Regions from separate parts of the Macaca mulatta genome. Here region 1 is linked to region 2. A link is a contact called in public Hi-C data. All regions are on one chromosome and are shown on one strand. The core of a region is the stretch at or near the end of the contact, and the rest is flanking DNA. Distances in the headings are between cores, read along the strand shown. Region 1 holds the start of ZNF121 (zinc finger protein 121). Region 2 holds the start of ZNF317 (zinc finger protein 317).

The links. A called contact is a pair of places that touch in the nucleus more often than the background predicts.
Region 1: a contact with region 2 is called in a Hi-C map of liver, with 3 times the contacts expected there. The contact joins the promoter of ZNF121 here to the promoter of ZNF317 in region 2. A contact is called at or near these places in 3 of 14 Hi-C or Micro-C datasets (cortical neurons, fetal cortex germinal zone and liver).

What each region holds. Positions count from the first base shown.
Region 1 is chr19:10,323,321-10,329,872 of T2T-MMU8v2.0, reverse strand. It overlaps ZNF121 (zinc finger protein 121), which reads left to right and starts at 2,346. Exons shown (of 7, transcript XR_013408852.1): 1 at 2,346-2,418; 2 at 2,723-2,807.
Region 2 is chr19:9,896,308-9,903,392 of T2T-MMU8v2.0, reverse strand. It overlaps ZNF317 (zinc finger protein 317), which reads right to left and starts at 4,453. Exons shown (of 8, transcript XR_013408828.1): 1 at 4,255-4,453.

The DNA.
Region 1 (6,552 bases), core at 1,097-3,596, 430 kb before region 2:
TAATGTAGGAAATGTGGTCCTGGCCCATGTGGTAAGGTCAGAAAAATAATAGAAATACTTGTTTTTGGCCAGGCGTGGTGGCTCACACCTGTAATCCCAGCACTTTGGGAGGCCAAGGCAGGCGGATCACTAGGTCAGGAGATCAAGATCATCCTGGCTAACATGGGGAAGCCCCGTCTCTACTAAATATACAAAAAATTAGCTGGGTGTGGTGGTGGGCACCTGTAATCCCAGCTACTCGGGAGACTGAGGCAGAAGAATTGCTTGAACTTGGGAGGCGGAGCTTGCAGTGAGCCCAGGTCGCGCCACTGTACTCCAGCCTGGGTGACAGAGTGAGACTCCATCTCAAATAAATACATAAATAAAGAATGAAGAAATAAAGGCCTATAGAAAGCATGACTGAATAGAAGAGGTAGACTATGCCATGGACTGGCAGGTTTATCAATATGGAAGAATTGTGGAAAGGCTCTAGGAACATGAGGAGATATATACAAAAAAGCTATACACACACACACACACACACACATATTTTTTAATAGAGAATGGTGTAGGGTCCAGTCCCACAGGGTCGGTGGGTTTTTCTCCCCGTGTGCGGAGACTAGAGATTGTAGAAACAAAGACACAAGACAAAGAGATAAAAGAAAAGACAGCTGGGCCCGGGGGACCTCTACCACCAAGAAGCGGAGACCAGTAGTGGCCCCGAATGCCAGGCTGTGCTGATATTTATTGGATACAAGACAAAGGGGCAGGGTAAGGGGTGTGAGCCATCTCCAATGATAGGTAAGGTCACGTGGGTCATATGTCCACTGGACAGGGGGCCTTCCCTGCCTGGCAGCCGAGGCAGAGAGAGAGGGAGTGAGAGAGACAGCTTACACCATTATTTCTGCATATCAGACTTTTAGTACCTTCATCAATTTTGCTACTATTATCTAAAAGGCAGAGCCAGGTGTACAGGATGGAACATGAAAGCGGACTAGGAGAGTGACCACTGAAGCACAGCATCACAGGGAGACAGGCCTCCGGATAACTGTGGGTGGGCCTGACTGATGTTAGACCCTCCACAAGAGGTGGAGGAGTAGAGTCTTCTCTAAATTCCCCAGGGGAAAGGGAGACTTCCTTTCCTGGTCTGCTAAGTAGCGGGTGTTTTCCTTGACACTAACGCTACCGCTAGACCACGGTCTGCTTGGCAACGGGCATCTTCCCAGATGCTGGCGTTACCACTAGACCAAGGAGCCCTCTGGTGGCCCTGCCCGGGCATGACAGAAGGCTCACACTCCTGTCTTTTGGTCACTTCTCACTATGTCCCCTCAGCTCCTATCTCTGTATGGCCTGTTTTTTCCTAGGTTATGATTATAGAGCGAGGATTATAATAATATTGGAATAAAGAGTAATTGCGGCCGGGCGCGGTGGCTCAAGCCTGTAATCCCAGCACTTTGGGAGGCCGAGACGGGCGGATCACGAGGTCAGGAGATCGAGACCATCCTGGCTAACATGGTGAAACCCCGCCTCTACTAAAAAAAATACAAAAAACTAGCCGGGCGCGGTGGCGGGCGCCTGTAGTCCCAGCTACTCGGGAGGCTGAGAAAGGAGAAAGGCGTAAACCCGGGAGGCGGAGCTTGCAGTGAGCTGAGATCCGGCCACTGCACTCCAGCCTGGGCGACAGAGCGAGACTCCGTCTCAAAAAAAAAAAAAAAAAAAAAAAAAAAAAAAAAAAAAAGAGTAATTGCTACAAACTAATGATTAATTATATTCGTATATAATCATATCTATGATCTATATCTAGTATAACTATTCTTATTTTATATATTTTATTATACCGGAACAGCTCATGCCTTGGTCTCTTGCCTTAGCACCTGGGTGGCTTGCCATCCACAGAAAGGATGTTGCTATTTTGCCCACGCTGGTCTTGAACTCTTGGACTCAAGCTATGCACGTGCGTTAGTCTCCCAAAGTGTTGGAATTACAGGTATTAGCCACTGCGGGCAACAGGGAAAAGCTCTGCAGGAGCATCCCCTGGGGTGCGTCCCATCCCCCATCCCCGCCCTTCCAGTGAGTCTGGCCACCTGAACGGATGGCTAGGCCTGGTCCCACCTCTAAATCGCCCCCGAGTATGGGCCCCACCCCTCGCCCACAGTTCCTTCCAGAGGCCCCGTTCTAACCTCACCTTTTGCTCTGGATCTGTTTCTGCATCCCCCTCCCTGAGCCAGCCCCGGGCCTATCCGCACCCACCCGGGAGGAAACTAGAATTTCTATGTTGGGCTGGGTCCTACGTGGCTGAAACTCGAACCCAGGAGCCCCGCCCGGGCCCAGGCTCCGAGCGGAAGTGACGTCAGCGCGCCATCGCCATCTTTTCCGGCGCTGGCTCCGCATGGTCAGTGCCATTTCGCCTTTATCGTGGTGGAGTCCACCGTGGCTGTGGTGAGTTCTGCCTGCTTGGGGATCCCTGAGATAGTAGCGGGGGTGGCAAAGGAACGATTGGGCGCGGTCGCCCAGGAGCCTCTGGAATCCGCCTCGTTTCACTGTCTTCTCCAGGGGCTGTCGGTCCTCCGGGCGCGGCCAGTTGCGAGAGGCCGCAGGCTCAGTCGGTCCGGGTCAGGAGCCAGGTCGGGAAGTGTGTTTGTCCCGCCTCCGCGCGGTGTTTTGTGGAGTGCTTTCAACCGCTGTGCTCCCCTCTTCAAAAGCTTGGAAAGCAACCTTTGTGAATTTTTTTTCTTTCCGAAAGTAAAAGGATTTCTGCGTTCCAGTCAGATTGGCTGCGGCCCCGCATCCCCCCGCCTCAGGAACCTGGCGATTCCGGCGTGTTTCTGGTGAGCACCGGCAGAAAATTGGTTTCAAGAGGGCTCTGACTTCCATTTCTTTGCTAAAAAATGTATCGTCTGAGAATCTGGTATTGTCTTGGTGTCCTTTACTTATTTTTGACTCATTACTTTCGGATGGAAAAAAATATAGTCGTTTAGGGCGTGCCTATTTCTGCATGTAAATATGAACACGTGTAGACTGTAAGCCTTTAGTTTCTTATTTTTATTTTCTTGGACTTAATTTTTTGTTGTTACCAGCTACAATCCTTTCTACAAAAGAAAGGCAGGCCAGGCGTGCTGGTTCACGCCCGTAATCCCAGCACTTTGGGAGGTGGAGGCGGGCAGATCACCTGAGGTCAGGAGTTCGAGACCAGCCTGGCCAACATGATGAAACCCTGTATTTTCAGTAAAAAATACAAAAATTAGCCAGGCGTGGTGGCAGGCCCCTGTAATTCCAGCTCCTCGGGAGGCTGAGGCAGGAGAATTGCTTGAACCTGAGAGGCCGAGGTTGCAGTGAGCCGAGATCTGCCACTGCACTCCAGCCTGGGCGACAAAAGCGAAACTCCATCTCGAAAGAAAGAAAGAAAGGCAGTAATACACAGCTATTTTCTTCATCTGAAGTTCCTAGGCCTGTACTTCTCCCACAGAGCCTTAAAACAGGGCCCACAGGAAGAAAGGATGGAGGCTTTTGTTTTTTCTGAGACGGAGTCTTGCTCTCCCGCCCAGGCTGGAGTGCAGTGGAGCGATCTCAGCTCACTGCAACCTCCACCTCCTGGGTTCAAGCGATTCTGTTGCCTCAGCCTCCCGAGTAGCGGGGACTACCGTGCCCAGCTATTTTTTTTTTTTTTTTTTGTATTTTTAGTAGAGATGGGGTTTCACCATGCTGGCCAGTCTGGTCTCGAACTCCTGACCTTGTGATCCACCCGACAGCCTCCAAAGAGCTGGAATTACAGGAGTGAGCCTCTGCTCCTGGCCACCAGGTTGGAGGCTTTATTATGCTGATACTAGAATTATTTATTAAAATCAGAATATTATTCTAGTATTAGTGTAATAAAGTTTCTAGTATCTATTGAATTTATTAGCATGTTTGGACTAAGTGTAGTTTTTACATGTTTTTTTCTGAAAAATTTGATTCTAAGGAATACTTGAACATCTAACACACCCAGTCTGGATTTTCTTTCTTTTTTTTTTTTTTTTTTTTTTTTTTTTTTTGAGACAGAGCCTCACTCTGCCACTCAGGCTGGAGTGCAGAGGTGCGATCTTAGCTCACTGCAACCTCTGCTTCCGAGGTTCAAGTAATTCTGCCTCCCAAGTGTTAGGCATGTCCATGTGAAGAGACCACCAAACAGGCTTTATGTGAGCAATAAAACTTTTAATCACCTGCGTGCAGGGGCACTGAGTTTGAAAAAGGAGTCAGCAAAGGGAGGTAGGGGTGGGGCGGCCTTTTTTTTTTTTTTTTTTTGAGACGGCTCGCTCTGTCGCCCAGGCTGGAGTGCAGTGGCGCGACACTGAAAGCTCACTGCAAGCTCCACCTCCCGGGTTCACGCCATTCTCCCGCCTCAGCCTCCGAGTAGCTGGGACTACAGGCGCCCGCCACCACGCCCGGCTAGTTTTTTGTATTTTTAGTAGAGATGGGGTTTCACCATGTTAGCCAGGATGGTCTCTATCTCCTGACCTCGTGATCCACCCGCCTGGGCCTCCCAAAGTGCTGGGATTACAGGCTTGAGCCACCTCGCCCGGCCAAGGGTGGGGCAGTCTTATAGGATTTGGGTAGGTAGTGGAAAATTACAGTTAAAGGGGGTTGTTCTCTTTACAGAGATCCCCGCAGGGGCGGGGAATCACAAACTGCTCAGTGGGGAGCTCCTGAGATTCATTCTCCAGGAGAAGAATGTTACAAGATCAATTGATCAGTTAGGGTGGGGCAGGAACAAATCACAATGGCGGAATGTCCTCAGTTAAGGCGGGAACTGGCTGTTTTCGCTTCTTGTGGTTCTTAGTTGCTTCAGGCCATCTGGATGTATACGTGCAGGTCACAGGGGATATGATGGCTTATCTTGGGCTCAGAGGCCTGACACCTAATAGCTGGGACACAGGCACATGCCGCCACACCCAGCTAATTTTTTTTTGTATTTTAGTAGAGACGAGGTTTCACTAAAACCTGGCCAGGCTGGTCTCGAAATCCTGAACCAAGGCAATTCATCTGCCTCGGCCTCCCAAAGTGCTGGGATTGCAGGTGTGAGCCACCGTGCCCAAACACTTTTTTAGCAGTGTGCTTGTTTTCTTTCTCCTCGGTAAATACGTCTTATGGTGAACAATTTGAGTGTAAATTGAGCATAATTGCACACTTGATGCTTGACCTTTAAATACTTGATAAAGCGTCTCCTAAAAAAAAGGCATTGTCATTCTGAAACCACAATACTAGTATTTCACTTAAATAAAAAATGTTATCTAATGTCTACTTTGCTTAATAACTAAAATTCTCTGCATTGATTCAATGTATGCTCTTGAATATTTTTTGGTCTAAGATCCATTCAAAGTGTATCCATTTTTACATTGCAAATTGTTAATGTTTTCAGTGTCTTTTTATCTAAAACAGTTATTGTATATTATATTGACTTTCAGAGAGTCACACTGTGGGGTATGATGAGATTTCTCTTCAAATAATCTCATCAATCTTTTATTCTTTAATTCATAGTACCCCCTACTCTTCTCCTTTTTTCTCTTTTTTGCCTTTGTTAGATGCCCAGGCACACCACAGTACCAAGCGTTATCAGTACCAGCTCACATGCCTTTCCTCATTTGGAAAGAGGACTAACTTCCTAGCTCGTTACAGACATCCCTTCTCCTTCCTCTCCACTTTTCTTTTGCGTGCCCACCCTATCTAAAAAAAAAATCAAATGTTTAGCCAACCGGGATTAGTTTAGATTGTACAACCCAACCCCGGCCAATGGGGAAAGGGTACAGGGGCAGGACTTGCATCTGGAATAAAGGCTGTCGTGCCCCTTTGTTCAGGTGCGCTCTCATGGCGACTGGCCAAGGAGGCACCCCTCTGTGCAGAAGTAAAATTGCTTTGCTAATAATTCTTTGTTCGAGTGTTCAACTTCCTTAGGATTTTGAGTGTTATTCCTAACAACACTCATTCTTTTAGAAAGTCATACAATCAGATATTTCTGATTGGATTCTCATGGTGTGTGTAAATATTCCTTTATTTCATGCGATTTCCTACAAACTTGGAATTGGGTCCAGAGGAGAAGCTGACAACCATTGTTTGATAAGGTCTGACAGTATGTACTTCATGCTTTGGGAACCATAAAGTCTCAAATTACTCAGTTCTGCCTTAGTTACTTCATGTCCCGTGATTAGTTGTTCATTCGTTCATTCTCTATCATGTGCTAATGGCAAACCACAACCTGTTTCTCAAAAGGAAAACAGTTAATCTGCACAAGAGGACATGGATTGACTCTGGAATACCAGAGGGCTGTACTCTACATCTTCTGTTGGTGCATGCCAGAGCATTCCAATAAATAGGATGCTGTTTAACATGTACACTTTGAGTATCATTGGGTCTGCTTAATCAGGCGGACCAAGTGCTTGGGAAGCTTGCACTGCAGCCTGAAATTGCTCTTGTCTACAGTTGGAACTACTAGAATCCTTACAGGCGAGTCTGTGGGGCGTTAAACAAGCATATGCAAATGTATATATTGCCTCCAAAATTCAAGAGGTCTACGGATGATAGTTCTATTGATAGTTCTAT
Region 2 (7,085 bases), core at 3,204-5,703:
AGACATATGTCAGGGAGAAAGAAGGAATTAAAGAATGAAAGCAAAGAGTGGAAGAATTACACCGAAACGTGCAAGAACCACACCGAAACGTGCAAGAACCAAGTGAAGTGCTCAAAGTGACAAAAGTGTGAGTATAATGTAACAAGAAATGATGGTATGCAATAGCAATAATAATTTCTTCCGAGGTTTAAAGAAAGAACTCGATATGTGCAACTATGATATATCAATAAAAAAAGAAAGAAAATGCATAAGAAAACCATGTAAATCAGGAGAGTAACATATATGCAAATCTAGATTTAATGAACAAGCATGGGTAACAACTGTTTAGAACAACCACTGAAACAATAGAGTAAATCCAAAATGTACAGAAAATAAAAAAGGAGAATGACAAAAATACACAAAAGAAGCTAGAGAAAAGAAAAAATAGAAGACAAATGTAAAATACAGAAGATGTTAACGGAATAAATGCTTTAACTAAAATACTAATATTCACAGAATAGATTAATCCAATTATATGCTATGTACAAGAGACATCTAAAATATAAGAATACAATAAGAGCCGGGTGCGGTGGCTCACACCTGTCATCCCAGTGCTTTGGGAGGCCAAGGCAGGTGGATCACCTGAGGTCAGGAGTTTGAGACCAGCCTGACCAATGTGATGAAACCCCATCTCTACTGAAAATACAAAGATCGGCTGGGCGTGGTGCCATGTGCCTGTAATTCCAGCTACTCGGGAGGCTGAGACAGGAGAATCACTTGAACCCAGGAGGTGGAGGTTGCAATGAGCTGAGATCATGCCATTGCACTCCAGCCTGGGCAACAAGAGCAAAACTCCACCTCAAAAAAGAAAAAAAAAAAAAAAAAAAAAAGAACAGAACATAATAAGAATGGAAATAAATGGATATATAAGGCAAGTTAAAAAAAATGCTGGTTTGAATGTTAGTATCAGACAGAATAGATTAAGGCAAAAGGGCTCATAGAGAAAAATGAAGTATTACATAATAAAAAGTTATAAATCCAGAAAGAGGTGGGTGGGTGTGTGTGTGTGTGTGTACAAAACACAGCCTCAAAAAAAATGAAAACACGAAAATTAAAAAAGAAAAAGGGGGACAGAACTCTAAGGAGAAATGGATGAAGCCACCACCAGAGCTCTCACAAATCCAGTTCAAGCAGGCAATTCAATAAGTACATGAAGATTGAACATGATGAAACAGCATTTCCTAACTATAAAATCCAACCACTCATGGGGCCATGTTTGTCTCAGAAAATGCTTGACCACAGAGCAATGCAGATGGCCAACAATGACCAAAAGATAACCAGAAAAAAAGTCACAGAAATGAAAAGTAAAAGAAAAAATTCTAAATCCTCAGGCCAAAGAAGCCATATTTCATATTTAGAATTAAAATACAATAAAGTATGATACTGCAATTCTTTGGGATGTGACAGGCATTCAACATAAGAAACTGGAAAGAAACATCCCAAAAAGGAAGAAAACGATAACAATCAGAAAGTTATAAAATAGAAAACATATATATCATAAAGTGGTTCAATCAAGCCAGAAGTTCTTTAAGAAGGAAACTGACAACATTCTGACGGAATTTATTTTTGTAAAGACCAACATATAATTATTACAAATAAAAAAGTGGATAACATTACAAATGTAGCAAGCAGTAAAAATATGAGTATGTTATGAACAACTTTGACTATACAATTTAAACCTCAGATGGAATAAATAAATTCCTAAAGAAATTTTACTCATCATAACAACACAAAAAACCTGAATGCCCCGCAACCCTTAAAAGAACAGAAACAATAGCTTTAAAACTTTCCACCAAGAAAACTCCAGACCCAAATGGTTTTTCCAGGTACTACTCCCGTTCTAAGTAACAAATGATTCTATCCTTATGCAAAACATTCCAGAGTTTAGAAAACAGAACACTTCTCATCCCATTTTATGAGGCTGGCATAAATCTGAAACAGAAAAGGAAAATTTCACTCAAGCATAGATCCAAAAACACCAAAGTATTAGCAAACCGAAGCCAAAAGTAACAAATAGTAACATGTCCTTTCCAAATTATTTACCAATACAAATTCAATGTCACAAGAGAAAATCAATTGGTTTAATTTGCCACACTATAGGAAAAAAAACAAAATTATATTATTCACTCATTCATTCATGACACAGCAGGACTGAGTGCCATCATTCAAGGTACTGGAAATGTATCAATAAACAGATACAAAAGTATCAATACAGATTTTGTATCAAACAGGTAGAAAATGTATCAATAAACATCAAAAAACAGATACATAATGGCAAAAAAAAAAAAAAAAATGTTAAAAGCCTGCAGCAATTCACAAGAAAAACTCAAGTAGGAAAAGAAGGGAGCTTCCTTTGCCTAATAAAAACTCTTCCAAAGAAAAGCCTTCGCAGACACAAATGACAATTCCCTTTTAGATCAGAAAAAAACCAGGCCTGCCTAGAGTGTGCCATCCAGACTCCAGTCAATGATAATGGAAGTCCCCAGCCAGTTCAGCCAAAAAAAAAAAAACACAAAAAACAAAACAAAACAAACAACAAAAAAAGACAATTTATCTTCTGTATAAGTATTTATATTTTCGTTTTGAATTGTACAGTTTCCTTGTCTACGAAGAACATCCAACAAACTACACAAAAGTTATTTTCTGAGCACCAAAAAACAAAGTTCTTAAGAATAAATAACAAAAACAACCTAAATCCTTTTTGCAGGTACTTATAAAACTTTACTGAGCCGGACGTGGTGGCTCTCTCCTGTAATACAGCACTTTGGGAGGCCGAGGTGGGTGGATCACCTGAGATTAGGAGATCGAGACCATCCTGACCAACAGGTTGAAACCCCATCTCTACTAAAAATACAAAAATTAGCTGGGCGTGGTGGCGGGCGCCTGTAATCCCAGCTACTCGGGAGGCTGAGGCAGGAGAACCGCTTGAACCAGGGAGACAGAGGTTGCAGTGAGCCGAGATTGTCATTGCACTCCAGTCTGGGCTACAAGGGTGAGACTCCGTCTCAAACAGAAAGAAAAAAAAAAAAAACTTTATTGAAAGGCATGTAAATTAATGATGTAAATCAATTAACTGCAGCCCAATGGCATAAAAATGACAATATTATCAAAGTTCAAATATAGATTCACCACAACTTGAAAACAAAGGCCCAGTATATGGGAATTTGGTGAACTGACTAGAATTTAAGCCATGACACTCCTGAGAAAGAATGGCTAGGTGTAAGTACTTCATCCACAAGATATTTAGAAATCTCTAAATTACAAAGGTGTGCTTGCATCAATATGGAAAAACATTGTTTCCAAAAATACTGAAGCGGCTGAGTTCATTCACAAATAATTACCAAAATTAGGAAATATATCTTCTGGAAAAGATGTATAAGCAGTCAAATCCACGGAGAAAGTATTGGTGGGAGAGGAGGATGCAGTTTAGAAGAAGCACACAGCTTTCTGAGATTTAATAATCTCTTTCTTGGCCTGGTTTGTAGATTCGCTTTACTGTTGGCCTTTTAAGTGTGTGTAAGTGTGTGTGTGTGTGATCATACTTTTTTTGCATGTATGTCCTATTTTCTAGTGTTAAAATATTTGCACAGAAAAGGACACACCACAAAATAAGACGGTAAAATTCAATGGAGAAAATTAATAATCACGATAAGTATAACTGGACTAACTCTCAAGTTAATTAACAAAATGTTGAACTGAATAGTAAATCTACGAATAGGCTATTTGCAAGAGAGTCCACTAAAATTAAAAAATAAAAAAGTGCAACCGGAAGGACTTAAAAATACAAAAGGTACTCAAGGTAAGTGCTAAAAAGAACACCTGTGTGCTGACATTCAGGAGATAAAAATCGACTACAGCGCAGAAGGAAGGTGATTTCTCCTCGCGATGTCCAAATCCTGACGCCCCCCAATCTTCTGAACTGCCCCCAAACTCTTGAACTCACTTTAGCCGGGCTTTTCCGCCCCCACCAGAGACTCAGGGCTTTTCAGGATCAGGTGACCAATGCCTGTCTCATCACTAGCCGCAGTGGTCCAATTTCATCTTTCGCGTCCCCAGCGTTTCATATCGCTGATCGCGAGATCTAAACGCACCCCTCGTCTGGCTGCCGAGCTCCTTAGACCCCGACCCTCGTACCCTCTTAGTCCTCACCGCCAGATAGGCCTCCCGTGACCCCAGGAACTGAGGGAGAAAAAGGTTAAGGAAAGCAGGGCTTACACGACTGGGAGTAGGATCGGGGGAGCGGAGGTGACGGAAGCTGCCGCCGATGCGAAGAGAAGTTCATACGGCAGGTCCAGTCTGGCGCGGGGACGCGAGAGGTCCCCAACAGGCCGAAATAATTCGCCGCGGACCCCTCCTTGGCCCATGTGTCTTGGGGAAATCGACTCCACAGAGTAATGGCTTCCGCTTCACTGCCGCCTTCCAACTCTCGCGGGACTTCATTGGCTGCGTCTAATACGGAAGCAGGGGCGGAGAGGATGCTGGGAATTGTAGTTCCGAAGCTTGGATTGGCATGGCGGTCGTACCCGGGTGGAATCTGACGGTCCAGCATATTTCTCCAATTTCTACTCAAGACTCAAATTCTCAGCCACAACCCACAGCATTTTGTAGCCATCATAGTGGTAAAGGTTGAATCAGGCACGAATTGTCATCTACATGACACAACTGGGGGACATTTGCATGATGAGCAGAATATTTGCATTGCCTTAAATGTCTCTCTATAAACTGCTCATATGTTGGAGTGGAGAAAAAGTAATAGAAATTGCACAGCGAAGAAATTGGACAACATCTGGACCAGGTGATCAAATCAATATCACCAGTGAGGGTCAGATGGAGACCACGTGCCTCTGAATGACACCTTGGGAAGGGCGTAAAATCACCATCACCTGTGTGGTGTTCATCCTACGTATCTGCTATTTTGTATTTTTTGCCCCACATCTCCCCATTTCTTCCCCAACTCTCATACCTGTGATAACCATTGTCTCATTCTTTATATCTGTGTATTTGAGCTGTCTCTCTTGATTAAAAAAGGTTCTTCATATAAGCGACATCATGTAATATTTTTTGTGTGTGTCTGGCTTATTTCACTTAGCATAATGTCCTCCAGGTTCACTCATCTTGTGATAAATGTCAGGATCTACTTTTATTTCAAGGCTGAATAATATTCTGTTATATATATGTTTTACATAATGGAATATATATAATATTATATTTATTATATTATAATTATGTATTATGTGTACTGTTAATGCATATTATATAATATATGCTAAAATAATATATGCATGCATGTTATGTATATTATGGAATATATATTGTATATAACACATATTATTTTAGCAGGAGGAGTCTGCATATACAAAGTTCCAGAATCAGGCTGGGTACAGTGGCTCACACCTGTAATCTCAACACTTTAGGAAACCAAGGCTTCCCATGTAACGAGTTGGGGCAGAATTACGTAGGCAGGAGAGACAGATGGTTAGTATTATTCAGGGCAGATATTATAATAGACAGAGAGAAGGAAATTTGATGTTTTGGAAAATATATTATTGAGGGATGGACCATGGCGCACATACATATATGTATGTATAAAGTATGTATGGAATATATGGACATAAAATATTCATATATAATCTATAATCTATATTCCATATTACATAATGTAATATATATTTCATAACATATAATACATACACCATAATATATAGCATACATACATATAATAATATATAATATAATATGTATATCATATATTATGATATATGTGCCACCTGTGGAGACACTTTCGGTTTTACCACTACCTGGGTTACTACTGACATCTAGTGGTTAGAGTATATAATGCCCTACTCCCTCTAACAGGAATATATTATATGATATACATTATATGATATACATTATATGATATACATTATATATTATATGATATACATATATTATATGATATATTACATATTTTACATATAATGGGAATATCTATTCCGTAATAGGTATATATTTATATACAACATATATAAATATAAATATATTAATATTTAATATAATGTAAAATATATAATAGTAATATTATATGATATTAATGTTGACATCATCTATAAATATAAAATAGATATAATAGAATATTCAGACTACATAGCTGCTATTTTGTATTTTGTATTCATGTGAGCATCAATGGACATTCAAGTTGTTTCTGTATCTTGGATATTGTAAATAACGCTGCAGTGAAAATGGGAGTGCAGATATCGTTATGAGGTGATTATTTCATCTCTTTTAGGCATATATTCAAAAGAGGAATTGCTGGGTCATATGGTAGTTCTGTTGTAGATTTCTTTAAGAGCCTGAATACTGTTTTCCACAAAGGTTGTATCAATCAACATTCCCACCAACAGTGTGCTAGGGTTCACTTTCCTTCATGCCTTCGCCAACATTCATCTCACATCTTTTTTTTCTCATTTAAGATGGAGTTTCCCACTTGTTGCCCAGGCTGGAGTGCAACAGCGGGATCTCAGTTCACCGCAACCTCTGCCTCCCAGGTTCAAGCGATTCTCCTGCCTCAGCCTCCAGTGTAGCTGGGTTTACACGCGCGTGCACCGTGCCCGGCTATTTTTTGTATTTTTAATAGAGACGGGGTTTCTCCATGTTGGTCAGGCTGGTTTCGAACTCCTGACCTCGTGATCTACCCGCCTCAGCTTCCCAAAGTGCTGAGATTACAGGCGTGAGCCACCGCGCCCAGCCTCTCCTACCTTTTTGATAATAGCTCTCCTTAAGGATGTGAGGTGATCTCTCACAGTGGTTTTAATTTGCATTTCCCTGATGATTAGTGATGTAGAGCACCTTTTCATATACCTGTTGGCCTTTTTTATGTCTTCTTTGGAAAAAACGTCTGTTCAGACCCTTTGCCCACTTTAAAATCAGGTTATTTGTTTTTCTGCCATTGATTTATAAGAGTCCTTTATAAATTTTGGATATTAACCCCTTATCAGACATGTGGTTTGCAAATATTTTTTCCCAGTCCATGGATTGCCGATTCATTCTGTTGATTGTTTCCTTTG